Regions from separate parts of the Anas platyrhynchos genome. Here region 1 is linked to region 2. A link is a contact called in public Hi-C data. All regions are on one chromosome and are shown on one strand. The core of a region is the stretch at or near the end of the contact, and the rest is flanking DNA. Distances in the headings are between cores, read along the strand shown. Region 1 overlaps KMT2C (lysine methyltransferase 2C). Region 2 overlaps KMT2C (lysine methyltransferase 2C).

Region 1 (4,409 bases), core at 1,177-3,676, 67 kb before region 2:
ACCCGCATCCCCACGCACTATAGTATAACTATTTAAGACAGAAGTTGTTGTTTTAAATTAGACTTTGAAATCAATTTTCACACTCATGAAAGAATAACATTTATATTACTGCACAGGTTTAAACAGAAATGTATTTCCATTTTTTGAGTCAAAATATGTGAGTGGACTACTGGCATCAAAAGCATGTGGACATTTTCTGAAAAAGTAATTCATAATTGAATAAAAAGAGAAGCTACATTAAAACAAAAGAGTAAATGACAAACCAGACAGTTTTCTAACAAAAAAACATGCAAGTGTGTTTTACCTCTATTGTTCTATGAATACCGGCTCTTCTAAATCTTTCTTTCCATTATTTTAGATAATCCATAAGAGCAGCATGAAGTTAGGTGAGGCTACAGGATTGGGACTTTAAAAATTGTATTGAGCTGTGTCTCATTTCTTTGCTCTTTTCTCCACAAAATGCAACTGCGACACTGAAAATGTTGCTGAACAACAGTTCAGCAGCAGATTAAAACTATTTCCTCATACAGTCACAGAATCGTTTAGGTTGGAAAAGATCTTCAAGATCCTGAAGTCCAACCATTGAAATGTCCTTCCAAATATCTTTGCTAAGATTCTATCCAGTACTTTACAGAAACATCACATAACATTGGTAAAATGTTATGAAAATGGAAATGTTAAGAAAGCATAATCAAATTTTACAAACACCAGAGCACAGAAAATCAACAGCTGAATAACTTCACTCATTGTCACTGCAGCTTTTGGTGTATGCCCAACAATGAAGAAGCGCAACGTATCTTACCTGTTGGCTCAAATAAGGCTTGAACATCAATGTCATCTGGTAAGCCAACTAAACTGAGTTCATCCCAGAATTTGACAACCTGATCGTCAGAAGCAGTTTGGGTGCTTACACTTGTACACGATGCTATACTTGATCGAGATCTGTATCAAGGAGCAGAAAAAAAAACAAACAACTCAGAAGTGACCACACACTTTGTTCACTGTAAATGATACAAAACTCAGGGAAATCCTTTTTTTTTTCCCAAACATGGTTAAAATATAATCTACATGACCAAAAATCTGACTTCCTCATGCTCTAACTCAACACCTTTTGGGTTAACGAACTTTTCAGTTAAAGCTACTATTCAACAGTCAAAAGAGAGCTTGATAAAATTCCCCTTTCTGCAGCTTGCTCTCCTCCTATTGTTCAGGATACACACTTGGTTTGTTTGTTTGTTTAATCCTCTTCTATTTAACATTAAAACTTGCCCAACATTAGGAATGGAGAATTAAGGAACAGCAAGCAGTCTGTGTTACTCTGGGGAAGAACAGGTGTAGAAGGAAGGCAAGAGGGTGGTGAAGGTGGGGAGCATCAACCTCAGTTGCAGAGGATAAGTAAGAAAAGAAGGGAGGGGTAGGGACAGCCAGAAGAAATGCAGGGGGATTCAGAAATCCAGTGATATAAAGGTTACTATCTTGTGCTGACATGGGCGTATCTCATTTCTAACTGTATTAATTTGTTCCCCCAATTCTAATCTTAACAGAAAACAGGTAATAACACTCAGATTAGTCAACTAACAGAAGGAAGTGGTGATTCCTCCTCCTTTATTTCCTGCTGGCAAAAATTTATCTTGGACATCTGAGGATCTGCATTAAGCTTACTTACTCAAGAGATCTGACCTCATTCAATGCTTCAGTGGTTAGCAGGAAACAGGGTGGTGATGTGTTTTTTTTTCTATTGATGTTCTTTGAACTTCATTATTCTCCCCCATTAGTAACTCTAAGCTGTACATGTGCCGTTTCTTCTGAGTTTCTAGAGTTGAGACTGCATAAAAATACCTCTCTGCTGACTGCTCTCCTGCACACAACCACTAAAAAAGGACACTACCAATGAGCTGGTGCCAAGAGCCACAGTAAACAGCGGACTTGTAACCGGTGATAACTCTGCCTTCCTAAATACTACCTGTGCTCTACTCCAAAAACATTCAGAAATATACGGGGAAAAAAATCAATAAAAAAACTTGTGGAGAAAAAAAAAAAAAGAGTAACAACACTCTTGCACTGCCAGAGAGAGCTTAAAAGTTTTTAATTACTACATGATATTCTAATGACTCATGACAGTTAGCTCCAGCACCATCAGCAGAGCGATGCCCCTCACAGAGCACCAAATTAACCCGCTCTGGGGTCTACAAAAGTCCTTCCTGAACAGGCCCCACGCTCAGCAGAGCCGGTTCCAACATTAAACCACCACTCAAAACACCAAAATTGAAAAAAAAAAAAAATTTAACCCCGGTTGACACGGCATTTCTCCCAGGATCCAATCCAGTCAGCAAACATCCTCATTTACTCTGCAGTTTTATCCTGAAGTGACACACGCTCCGCCCCAGCCTGTTTGTGGTTTTGTGTGTTTTTTTTTTTTAACTTTGTGTTTTTTTAAGGCACTATTTGACGTGCATATCAAACACCGAGTAACCGCGTGAGGGGACGGGGTAGCTCCGTGAGGCTGAAGACAAGCTGTTTTCCCCCACCAGCACCCTTCACCACCCACTTTTACGATGTTGACAGAGCCGTACGGCAGCGTGCTGTCGGCCTCGCCAAGCACAAAACGACCTCTGCTAGCGAGCCGGGCCCGAGCACTGAACCTTAACAAGTCTCGTTGGGCACACCCAGCCGAAAATACGTCACCAAAGCGCTCCTGGCAGATCTGGCACCCCTAGGAGTGAAGCTGGGTGGCAAAGAGCCATGCACCACACAGCCACAGCCCCCCTGCTAGTGGCTGTGGGACCCCGTTTGTGGCTCCATCCTAAAGCAAGGGGGCTGCTGCTGCTCCCTTCCCTTCCTTTCTTTTCCCTTCTTTTCCTTTCCCTTCCCCTCAGCTTCCCTCAGCGGGGCCTCGGGGCTGGCGGCGGCCCCACACTCAGAGCCAATTCCCGACCTTCAGCGCGGCCCCGCTGGGGGCTGAGCCTAACAACCCGCTTGTCTGATCAGCCACAGCCGAAGCGTCGTCGCCGTATCTTTAATAAAACCTTTCTGCGGAGTTGTGTGTGTGTGTTCCTGCAATTTTTCAGAACTAGTGAGCTCAGTAATTCAGGGCCTGGAGCGCTTCCCCTCTGAGGGGAACGTCTATAAATGCCTGGAGGTATTTCAGTGCTGTTCTCACTGGTGCCCAGTGCCAGGACAGGAGGCAGTGGGCCCAGCCTGGAGCCCGGGAGGTTCCCCTGACCCCCAGGCAGCCCAGAGGCTGTGGGGTCTCCTCCTTGGAAAGCTCCAAAAGCCGCCTGGCCATGGGCCTGGGCACCCTGCTCTGGGTGGCCCTGCTGGGGCAGGGGCTGGGCCCGAGGGACCCCGAGGTGCTGCCAGCCTCACCGGGCTGGGATTCTGTGGTACTGAAAGGTGGCACCTACCAGACAGGACACGGGATACTGCTAGTTCAGTGACTGACAACACTGTTTTAGGAAAGCCAATGAACACCACTTTCAAAGGGTACTGAACACGCTGTGTGTGTGTAACTCTCCTGTCACAGTGGCATGAACCGGTTTTGGAGGACACGGGGAAAATGCTTCCAAGAGATGGAAAGGTTTCTATTTACCCTATTGTACAAAATAAATAGCACTTCAGAAATCCATTATCTTCTATCCTTTTGCATACTGTCAATTTAATTTCACAGAATCACACAGAATTGTAGGGGTTGGAAGGGAACTCAAGAGATCATTGGGTCCTATCCCCAGCCCCCATACTTTGAACTCACAAGATCTGTGCTTTTACAATAACTTGTAAATAATCTTTTCTATCATATTCTTGTCAAGATTCTCACTTAAATAGAGAAACCAATCTTTAAGAAGTGAAAAAGAGGCAACCATTTCTGTGTGGAACCAGGAGTTCAACTCAAAGATCTTTGTGGGCCCCTTACAACTTAGGATACTCTACAATTCCTACCTGTTTTCCTACACCGCTTGCATTCTTTCAAAATAAACCAAAAACCAAACAAACCTACTTAATGAACCACATCAAATTTTCACAAATGCAACAGTACAAGTACCTCTAGACATGCTTCGTGAGCTGCACAGAAATGAAAAGCATAAAACCATAAAACTGACTTACTTCTTCTGTCCTCTCTGTTTGCGCGGCACTGAGTTTTGCCTTGGAGTTTTCTCGCAAGCTCCATCGGTGCTGTCGCTGGCTTCGCTCTTGTTTAAAGGCTGGTTCTTCCATGGGATAACATACCCAGGAGTTGGACTGAATTGTTTTAAGTCTCCTTGTCCTAATGAGCTTCGTTCACCACAGTAACAAAAGGCGCAGAGTTGTTCGCTGCGGGAGGGAAGATAATTATTTCTTTTGAGGGAGGGGGGAAACAGCAGAGATATTCCATCCCAGATCGACTTCCATGCCAATTTAACCCTTCACAGAAA
Region 2 (4,368 bases), core at 1,298-3,797:
TGAGTAACAATTAAAATGTTGATAAATATAGCACTGCAAATTAGTAATTATATATTTATACTGGAATGGCTGGCAATAGGGTTTGCTACACGCGTGATTTAATGAAAATAAGTCCAAAAAGATGAAAGGGAAGAATATTCTGGAAGGAGCTGTATCTAGTGTTATTTTATTATAATGCCCATCTATTGAAATATTTTAGGAAGGAGCTTCCAGAATGCCAGAAATTACATATTAACCTAAAACATTTCACTTATACTATTATTTTTGGAATACTTATAGTGTTATTTTAGGAGATTTTTAGGAATTTAAGAATAATTCAGAGGATCAAAGCAAGAAACGAAGTTCCTTATCTAATCAATGCCAACAGATAGACTTGTTTGGGGCCAGAAAGAGTTAGATCAGCACAACTCACCTGTCTAAATGCTCTGAAGAACCCTCTCGACAGCGCTTTTTTAAACAACTCACCGGCATGCATAACATGACTACAGGCTGTAAAAACCTCTCCCAATCTCCTCTAGGATCTCCTGTATTGAACAATTCACCAGAGCCAGCCAAAAGAAAACCACCCAAGCCCTCCCGTCTCGGAGGACCAAGGCTCTGGCTCCGCAGCCACGTGAAGCTGGCAGCGCTACCGGGGGACGTCAGCTCTGCCTCTCCGCACCCTGGCTGCTTGCTCTGGCCTCCTCCCTTCTGCTATCGCAAACACGTTTCTCTGCCAGGTTAGTTTTAACCCAGATCAATTTCCCAATGCACTTCACCACATGGCTGCACAAATGCCTGGGTCAGCACAAGGGAGAGAACAAACAGCTGGTAGCAGAGGGAGGGCAGGAGAGCTGCTGCTTTTCGCTGCCAGAACCAACTCAAGATTTATGGTGCTTGGGGAAAATAACCACCTGATGCATTCCCTGCCTCTGTTTCTCCAAGTAATGGATATTCTAGGTTTTAAGGTTTTTATCCCTACTTTACCTGATTTGAAAGAACGAAAGCACTAATGCTACTAGGAGAAATTACTGAATGTAGCTCTTGAAGCAAGTGCCCAAACTTATTTTGAATGCCCCATCTGAGGGACTGAGGGATGGCATGAGTGGGAATACTTAGGGCCAGCCTCCCAGCACAGAACAGTAAAAAAAAATAAAAATAAAATGAAATCAATGTGAGTTATTTCACTAGCAAGCAGGATTTGCTACAATAAAACCTTGCGCATCTGTAGTTATCCAAACTCCATGAATCATGCAAACTGTGTGAATTGGTAATCAAACGTATTAGGCGCAGAAAAAAGAAAAGCTTTCAGTATTTTTGGAATTACTAGGAGCTTAATTGTTTAGCATTTCACCATGTTTTAGTGTACCTAGGACAACATTTCTTAAAAAGGTAAACCCACAGCACTGGTGCACACCAACATAGGGGTGTGACACTTTGTGGTAGATAAGGAACTTGTATTTTCCCCCGTCATAGACAACCCTGCTAAACCTCTGACACTGTTGTGGGACAACTGAGCCTACGAGTGGAAAAAACGACTCCAGCTACTCTGGGCAAGCCAACTGCCTTGGAAAACCATCCCTCAGCTCAAATGGCAGCAAAGAACAGAAACGTCCATTTCAATTACTTCAGAAAGAACAATGACATGAAGTTAGCAGGGGTTGAACACGCTACTAAGAAGAAAAAAAATAACATCCACATCCTCCAGATGAAGTGAGTTGTTTTTGAAGCTAGCTCTCGCTGAATATAGGATGAAATGCTGTGGGTAAATGGAGCAGAGAATGGGAACCAAGAGATTGGGTTCTTATTCCTACCTCTGCAAAGCCAGCACTTATGACCAATATGCAAAATATCCTGAGATTTCAGTGTCATGAGACTTGAGCTGTCATAATCCTGTCTGATAGCTCTCAGAGGTCCTTCCTTGAAAAGTGCTACCGAAGTTCAGTGGGTTACCAAACATAAACATTAACAACCTAACCACTGGAATTGAAAATTACAACCTCATCAAAAATTTCAAAGCAATCTGCATTTGCAAGCGTGGTCCACATCAAACTGTGAAACCGATAGGCTAGGGTTAGAGAAAATGGTCCATTTCCAACATTAAGCCTAAACTCACCCTTAAGACACATCTGAAGACACCAGTTCACAAAAATCAGCATTTTAACAACTTTGATGTTGCAAAACAATTCTGTAAAAGCCAGCGTGTCCAACAACTCCCGCTGTCATCCCTCCTAGAAGTCCCCCCAGGAACTGCAGACCAGAAGGTCCATACTGACATCACCTACCAGAAGCTCCCGAGGAAAACAGGATTATGAGCTGTTTAAGCCAGGCTCCGGTGCAAGAGCAACACCTGACAGCACAGGAATTCCTCGGGTGATGGAGGCACAGGGTGGGATGTGGAAGAAAACAGCCCAGTGATCCCGTGGGATCCTCCTGCGAGTCACCAGTCCCTTTCCATGCCGGACTAGAGAGCAGCCAGTGTCACATCCTGATAGTGGAGCCTGTCCCAACGCCCCAGCTCTTCCCACCGTGTGAACACACACACGCACACACCCCTTCTGGCTTCTGGCCCAAGCCTTTTGATAGGTGGCTCGTGGAGGCAGAAGCAGAGGCCAACGTTTGCTCTAACACCTTAACCCTTGCCCAAACAACAGGACACAGCCCAGCCATTGAAAGGCTTCAGTCTTTCCATGGTAGGCAGTAACTATTTGCCCTAACCATGCATACATATCTAGGAACACATTCATTCTATAAGACAATAAATATTTAGCATTTAGAAACATTAAATTTTGAAGTGAGAACGGGGCAGGGAAGATACAAACAAGCATCACAGGGAAGGTGCGCGATGAACACAGCTGAGCTATAAGGAGAAGACATCCAACACATCAAGGCTCTTCTGAAATGAGCGTAGATACCTTTAAATATTGGCCTACCCTAATATGAATCCAGCAAAAGGAACGATAAAAAATCTTAAATAATCATTTCCTGGCAAAAACACTACGCTTACGTTTCCTCAAAACTATCTGCATGTGTGAAATCCATGGCCTTTGAAAACCTCCTGCAGCTTACGCCGGCCAAAGTAAGTAATGAATAACGACGACGAAAATTAAGTCATAGATGCTTAAAAATAAACGCACAAAGTTTTCAGTAGACGAATTTCCAGCTTTCTGAAATCATTATTACCCTGTGCTGTTGTAAACAACACACATTTGCAACATTTTTAACATGGATCAGAAGCCTGACGGATGCTGAAAATACTACTTCAAATGAACACAGGTACTGACTTGAAAGGTAACTTATCGTGATCACAGCCACTGAGACTTCTGCTACTAAATTCTTGTTAAGACAAATGTTTGTGCTGCTTATAACCCGTCTGGATTAACAAAGCTCAAATACTGAAAATCAATTACAAAGATGTTTGCTGCACCTGCACAACGCTATTCTGATATATTGTCATGAATAACCAACTATTCGCGCAATGACAACAGTCAAAACTGATCCAATCAATCTTCTTCCCCTGCAACTTCTTTTTGAGCATATTTCTACCACTCATGTCCAAAGCCTGGAAGCTGAGAAATAATCCAAGTACAGGCGTTAAATTTCCAAGATTTCAGGTCATGAGGTAAGATGGTCCCTAACTATTTCTATTTTCTCCTATGCAATACCAGCAACATCCAGACTCCCTTTTCTTTCTCCTACATCATGTTGTATCTTCAGTGATGCAACTTCCTTTTTTTTTTTTTTTTTTTGCTTTGGGAAATACACTCTTGCCAACCCTTAAATTCATTTGAAAGCTGGTATTTCAAAAATATTGTCTTCATTCATTGCCTTGATTATAGTTCTTTGTGTTCTTCCGTCCTCCTTATGAACCATGTCAAGAACAACCTACTTGCTCCCAATTTCACGGCTCTGCATGCCCTATTCTAGCTTTATCTCTCAAATTTGTACCTCTGCTCTATACAAATACCCCGTTGTCAAAATGTAAGGAAGAAAATATGAGTGTTTGTCTAGCACTCGAGGCAGGAAACAAGTTATCTGTGAAAATCCTCAGGGCGACAAGGCTACCCTCCTTTAAATATATCCTCCAAGTCTGATGCCTATGAATCATTCACTGATGCTGAGATAGCCGGGGTACTTGAACTTCTGCACGTTCTCGTGCTCGTAGCATTCTCACAGCTCCCATGTGCTTTCCCAATACATTTCTAACATTTATACGTTGTCTTATCTTTACATTTAAATTAAGAAATTGTTTGCGCAGAAGCAAGCTTTGCTTATGCATCTGTAGTGTATGCAGTATAATGGTGCCCTGGCCTCTGGGCACAATTACAATATAAATAATAAAAATGAACTGTTCACCCAAGATTAACTCTCCTGACAATGTTATTCATA

What was found. A called contact is a pair of places that touch in the nucleus more often than the background predicts.
Region 1: a Hi-C map of subcutaneous adipose tissue shows a contact between it and region 2, with 1.7 times the contacts expected there. The contact joins two enhancer-like sites. A contact is called at or near these places in 3 of 8 Hi-C or Micro-C datasets (F5 follicle, liver and subcutaneous adipose tissue).

The regions. Positions count from the first base shown.
Region 1 is chr2:152,583,433-152,587,841 of IASCAAS_PekinDuck_T2T, reverse strand. It overlaps KMT2C (lysine methyltransferase 2C), which reads right to left. Exons shown (of 61, transcript XM_072033849.1): 5 at 4,102-4,308; 6 at 803-942. Among named protein-coding and RNA genes, the nearest start is that of KMT2C, 73 kb to the right of the region's middle. Within about 2 kb of position 2,426, at least 4 of the 8 cell types and tissues checked have an H3K27ac peak or open chromatin away from gene starts, as enhancers often do. A contact at or near this core is called in subcutaneous adipose tissue, where this site is marked.
Region 2 is chr2:152,516,665-152,521,032 of IASCAAS_PekinDuck_T2T, reverse strand. All of the region lies in intron 2 of KMT2C (lysine methyltransferase 2C), which reads right to left. Among named protein-coding and RNA genes, the nearest start is that of KMT2C, 6.0 kb to the right of the region's middle. Within about 2 kb of position 2,547, at least 2 of the 8 cell types and tissues checked have an H3K27ac peak or open chromatin away from gene starts, as enhancers often do. A contact at or near this core is called in subcutaneous adipose tissue, where this site is marked.